Regions from separate parts of the Ovis aries genome. Here region 2 is linked to region 1. The links are chromatin contacts, called in public Hi-C maps. All regions are on one chromosome and are shown on one strand. The core of a region is the stretch at or near the end of the contact, and the rest is flanking DNA. Distances in the headings are between cores, read along the strand shown.

Evidence for each region. Hi-C and Micro-C count contacts between places; a contact is called where the count stands out from the background.
Region 2: a Hi-C map of muscle shows a contact between it and region 1, with 2.7 times the contacts expected there. The contact joins the promoter of C1QTNF6 here to the enhancer-like site in region 1. A contact is called at or near these places in 6 of 16 Hi-C or Micro-C datasets (blood, hypothalamus, muscle and 2 more).

What each region holds. Positions count from the first base shown.
Region 1 is chr3:181,129,069-181,131,771 of ARS-UI_Ramb_v3.0, reverse strand. The region is part of intron 10 of TMPRSS6 (transmembrane serine protease 6); the gene reads left to right. Among named protein-coding and RNA genes, the nearest start is that of KCTD17, 27 kb to the right of the region's middle. Within about 2 kb of position 1,446, at least 9 of the 54 cell types and tissues checked have an H3K27ac peak or open chromatin away from gene starts, as enhancers often do.
Region 2 is chr3:181,244,035-181,246,891 of ARS-UI_Ramb_v3.0, reverse strand. It overlaps C1QTNF6 (C1q and TNF related 6), which reads left to right and starts at 1,579. Exons shown (of 3, transcript XM_004006731.5): 1 at 1,579-1,699.

The DNA of each region.
Region 1 (2,703 bases), core at 197-2,696:
CCTGGAGGGCCTCCTGTCTGCCTCCCTGACGCAGCCAGGAGGGTTGGGCAGAGGTGGGGGCCCTAGGTGGCAGGACTTCATGAGTTGCCCTTGGGTTTCCAGGGGGGACCACAGATGGGGAGAGTCTTCATCAGAAGGAATGATGCAGCAATGGTGAAATTTCAGGCACTGTGGCAGAATCTACCAAAATTGGAGGAGTCTCACCCACCCTAGTGTCTCAAAGCACCGTTGAGCTACAGAAAAGTGGGCTGGGCTGGCCATTGAACCCTATCTTTACCCATTGTACAGGTGGGAAAACTGAGGCCAAGGGAGGACTAAGGACTTGTCCTTTTATTATTAATTTTATTTATTTATTTTTGGCTGTGCTGGGTCTTCCTGTGACTTTCTCTAGTTGTGGCGCACTGACGTCTCTTGTTGTGGCCCGTGAGATCTTAGTTCCTTGATCAGGGATCAAACCCACATCCTCTCCATTGGAAGGCAGGTTCTTAACCACTGGACCACCAGGGAAGTCCCTGGCCTCTTGTCCTTGTCTCTTTGTCTTGAAGTGGCAGGTGGGGTGGGGAGGTGAAGCCCAACAGGGCCTGGCGCTCCCACCCCCCGCCCCCACCCTTCTGAAGCCTCATCCACCTTGGCCGTTGACAAGGAGCGACAGAGGGGAGGCTGGGGTGATAAGGATGTGCTCAGGGAAGCCTGTCCACCTGGTTTTGCATGTAACTCTGGGTACATCCTGTTCCTTATCTATAAAACAAGAGTTAGGCCAGCCCAAGGCCGTAACTTTTTATTATTTACCCATCAGAAAGATGTCTCCCAGTAAGTTGTGTTTATTAGTTCCTAATGAAATGTCATTCCAAGTTGGGCTGGAGAGGTAGAAAGAGTTTAGCTATTGAAACAAGAAAGCAGGATTCAAGTCCTGGCTCCCCTCCTTCTATTTGGCAAGGACTCACCTTTCTCAGCCTCAAGTAGCCCATTTGAAAAATGGGCATGAAGCAGACCTCTCATCCAGGGAAGAGTAACTGAAATGATGGCTAGAGGATGCTGGCTCCTGGAGGCTGGGATAAAGCCCAGTTCAAGAAGGCACCAACCATACATTCAGGACTGGCTCCTGACTCTGCACCAGGCAGGCCCTGAGCTCGGGTGCCGTTTTCTTCATCCTCAGCAACCTGGAGAGGGAGCTGGCCCCACGCTTCCTTCATAGACCTATGAGGGGCCGAGGCACAGAGAAGCAAAGGCATTCCCACAAAATCGCCCAGCTTATAACTAGAGAAAACAGGGTTGAGCAGTAAGATCCAGAGCATGCGTGAGGGCGTGTGGGCCTGTGAGCGTGTGTCTGTGAGAGTGTGCACACGCACACTTGTGCAGTCTCCCCTCAGAGCCTCGGGGCAGCCGTGTCAGCTGTTCCCTCCCATGGGCGAGGCGCCCTTCTAAGGGTACTGACCACTGCTCTGTCTCTCGCCACATCTGAGAGCCACCCGGGAAGTCCCAGCTCTGTCTTCGCAGACCTTTGTAAGGGTCAGGGTCCCTAGGAGAGACTCGCGGCCCCTGCCCCTAGGCTCCTGCCCGCGTCTGAGTGCAAAAGGGGAGGCAGAAGTGTACCTCCAGATTGCAAGCACTGGGCAAACCGTTTCCTCTAGTTCTGATCTTTTTTGATAACCATCAGCCCATGTAGTTGCTGGGAAATTCTTTGAATAAGCATTTGTTGGAAAATCTGCTTGTGTGGGTGGCAGAGACATGAGAGGTCTGGGGAAGGGTGTAGATTTCCAGGCACAGGATCTGTAGGGAGGGGGATGCACAGAATGGCCACTGACGAGGAGCGACAGAGGGTAGGTTGGGGGAGAGGGGGTCTCACCCCTCAGTGCCAGCATGGTGATGAGGAGAGGCTGGCTGGGCTCCCTCCATTGGCGAGGCATCCTTGGGCATGTCACCTTCCTCCTCTGAGCCCTTACTGCCTTCCTCCCACCTCCCTCTTTCCTCCCCAGTTTCTCCCTGGCCTAGGCCTCATGCCCTTTGAGTGGCCTGGATGCGGGGGAAGGAGCTGACCTCGTGAGATCCGGCCAGCAGCGGCTGGGTTTCACAGAACCAGCTCTGACAGGGCGTCAATACAGCACAGGCTTCCCCCTTTCCGGGAACCTGCCTCCTGCCAGCTTCCTCCCCTGTGATGTCACTTTTCTTGTGATCTGCCCAACCATTTCCACTTCGCTGATGGCGACAGGCAGAGTCACTGGCTCCTTAAGCCTGCTGGAGCCCCTCAGGCTGAGCCTAGATATGGGGTAGCCCTTCTGGTCTCCAGAGCCCCTGGGTGGCCACAGAGGCTCCCCGGGCACTGCTGGGGGCCGGCAGTGTGGAAGGAGGAGCTACTGTCCTCAGTGAGCTCACAGCCCAACGACGTCAGCAGCTAGTTTTCAAAGAAATCCCTTCTCATTCACACCATAAAACATCCTACGGGGAGCTAGCACCCCGTCTTACTACAGACATGGGAACAGAAGCTTGCTGAGGTTGGGTGAGATACCCAAGGTCACACAGCCTCAGCCTCAGCTCTGCAGCTTCAGGTCCAGTGCTCTGGCCACGTGAGACACTGCTGACCTCCCTTTTGCAGTGCTCGCCTTCTCTGACTCTCTTTCCCATTTAGCCTGTGTTGAGGGAAGGGAATATCTGTGTGTGTTTATTCATCCGTCTATCCACTCGCCCACCTTCAATCCTTCATCT
Region 2 (2,857 bases), core at 330-2,829, 110 kb before region 1:
TGGGCTGCTTTGGACCCCTAAATAGGCCTGGGTGGGGGGCACTCCAGGTGGGCTTGCGAGAGGGAAGCAGCACAACGCTAGAAGCTGGGAGAGTCTGGCTCTCTTCCCAACTTAGACTCCAGTCTGATGTGTGACCTTGAGCCAAAGACTTGCCGTCCCTGCGTCACAGTGTCCCTGCTGGACAGAATAAAGGACTGGATTAGATCACCCCTAAGGGTCCTTCCAGGCCTGGGTATTCTGCTGTGTGATTATCCCCCTGAAGTAATAGAAAAACAGAAGCTCAGAGACAAGAGATGGTCAACAACACACAGCCAGGACTGTTCCCTCCTTCACACTTTGCCCAGCTATGAGTGGAGCCTGAGGATTAACCCCCAAAGCCCCAGACTTCAATAAACCCCCCTTAGGTCACTTCACTCTTGTGCCACCTGAGAGGCACAATGTCACCACCTCTCTCTGCCCAGGGGACAGACCCTGAACTGCAGCCTTTGCACACAACCGTACCCAGTTGGGTCATCGTGGGAACTCCTTCCATTCTGTAGGGTTGTGGTTCCTCTTCACTAACTGTGTGACCCTTGGTGAGTCACATCAGCTCCACCACTAGCTCCTTTTCCCAAGGCTGGGGTAAGAAGAGTAGAAATAATGGATGTCAATACCCTTTGGGTGACAAAAGCCCCTCTGAAGATGAAGGCTGGCACAGGCAGTAAGTACTCAACAAATGTAGAGGGGACTGGAGGGCGAGAGACCTGTGAGAGAGTCTTTGTACAGGGGTCTTCGCCCAGGGAGCCAGGACTGCAGCCTTTGCAAAGCCTCCTGCAGCCCAACCAGAAGGAAGCAGAGGCAAGACCCTTCCTGGGGCCCTGGGGTCTTCTGTACAAACTGCCCTCCTGCGAACTTGAGAGTTATTTCCATGGCTCTCGAAGACCAGGAGAGTGGATACCCGTGACAAAATTTCCAGGCAGAGTAGGACTTCGGTGTCCATTGGAGGTGGAGCTACTGACCTGGTCGCCACCCTTAGCTGATCCCCGAGAAGATGCGACCATCACTCAGCAAATACTTACTAAGCCTCCCCTTGTGACTGGCACAGAGGATGAGGCTGGGGACTGGAGTTCTACAGAAAACCAGGGCCTGAGAGGGGAAAGGACTGGCCATTGGGTGCCTGAGCCAGGATTTGAACCTGCGGCAGCTGGGCTGGTGCCCATGCCCTCTGTATGCCTCCTGCCTTGGTGACTCAGGACTAAGGAGCCCTTCAGCTTAGGTTGGAGCCTTCCCCTTTCTGAGCAACTTAGGGGGCCCCTGCCCTTACCCCTTCCGGGGCTTGATTTCCCAGCCTGCACATCAGGAACCTCAGACCCCTTCCTGCTGGAAATGTATAGGGTCTCTGAATTAAACAAGACCCTCTAGGACTACCAAAGAGTTAAGCAAAGGGAATCCACCAGCTCCCTTCATCTCTGCAGAACCTAGAGGCTGAAGGGAGGGAGCAGGGAGGAGGGCCAGTGGGAAGCCAGCCTGCTCCCTCCGCCCTCCCTCCCTCCCTCCTCGCGCTGCCTCCATCCCTCCTCCCTCCTGGGCCAGCCCGCCAGACCTGGGGGTCTGGGCCGGCAACAAGTTATTATCATCATCACAAACATGGATCAAGGAAGCAGAGGCTGCCGGGAGGCCCGGGGTCCATGAACTACTGTACGAGGCTGTCGGACACTGAGTGAGTGATGGGAGGTCCTGCAGCTTCCTCCAGCAGGGCCAAGGGGGTTGGGGTCAGAGCCTGGAATGCCTCTCCTTCCTCCTCTCTTCCTGGACATATCTCGGGGCCCTGCTGTCTCCCTCTGGCCCCGGCCAGCCCCTCTAGGCTCTCTCCTCCCCATCCCTTCCTCTGACTGAGGTGCTGGGGAAGGGCTGCCCTCCACCGATGCTCCTGGCTTGTGCCCACTCCTGCCTGGACGGGCACTGAATCTGCTCCAGCAGGGCTTGACTCTCCCTCGACCCCGAAGAGGCCCCAGCTCCATAGTGGAGGCAGCAGGGACCCCCGAATCACCCCCGTGGCATGGCCCCTCCACTTGATGCCTGCGTGACACTCTCCCCCAGGGACAGCCAGTGACCACGGCTGTGGTTATTACTTTTGTTAAAGGCTGCTTTGCTTCCTGCTTCCTGCATCCCCCTCCCCCCGCCCCAGGTCACAGTTCTGTGTCACAGATATTTTGACTCCCAGCTGTCTGGCCTAACAGAAATGTCCCCAGACCATGCCAGTTCTCTGGGAACAGTTCTACTCTTCCTGTCCCATGCAGGACTAGGGGAGAGGTCATGTTGGGCAGCAGAGAAAGGAACAAAAGTTTAATTAAGAGTGTTTTACCAGACAGGTGACTTTCCTGCTTTTAAATCCTCCCAAATAAGCTGGTGGGGAGGTGGTGTTGTCTCCTCCTTGTAAAATGTTAAGGAGCACGAAGCCCAGAGAGGTTAAGCCACTAGCCTTAGGTCACAACAGCTTGCAAACCATTCTGGAATCTCAGGTCTGATTCTAAAGTCTCACATCTGTGGCCAGGAAAGAGGGGGTTCTGCTCTTCTCAAAACTGATGGGATGTGTATTATAATTTACAAATAAAAGGTAAGGGTGATAATCTTGGCCAGAGTGGGTGCTGTTCCCTGAAGACCTGACCTGCCTTATTGAACAGAACCAGGAAACCAGCACAGGGTGGGGGTGGGGGGTGGGGAACAAGGTCACCTCCAGGAGAGGGTGACCACTCTGGAGGCTGCTGCCCACTGCTAGACCCAGCTCTGGGGAGCGGGGAGGGGAGGAGGCTGGTGCAGGGAGTGCTCCTGCCCCTTTAAAACCCAACTCTTACTTCAGTGCTCAGGTTAGGATAGA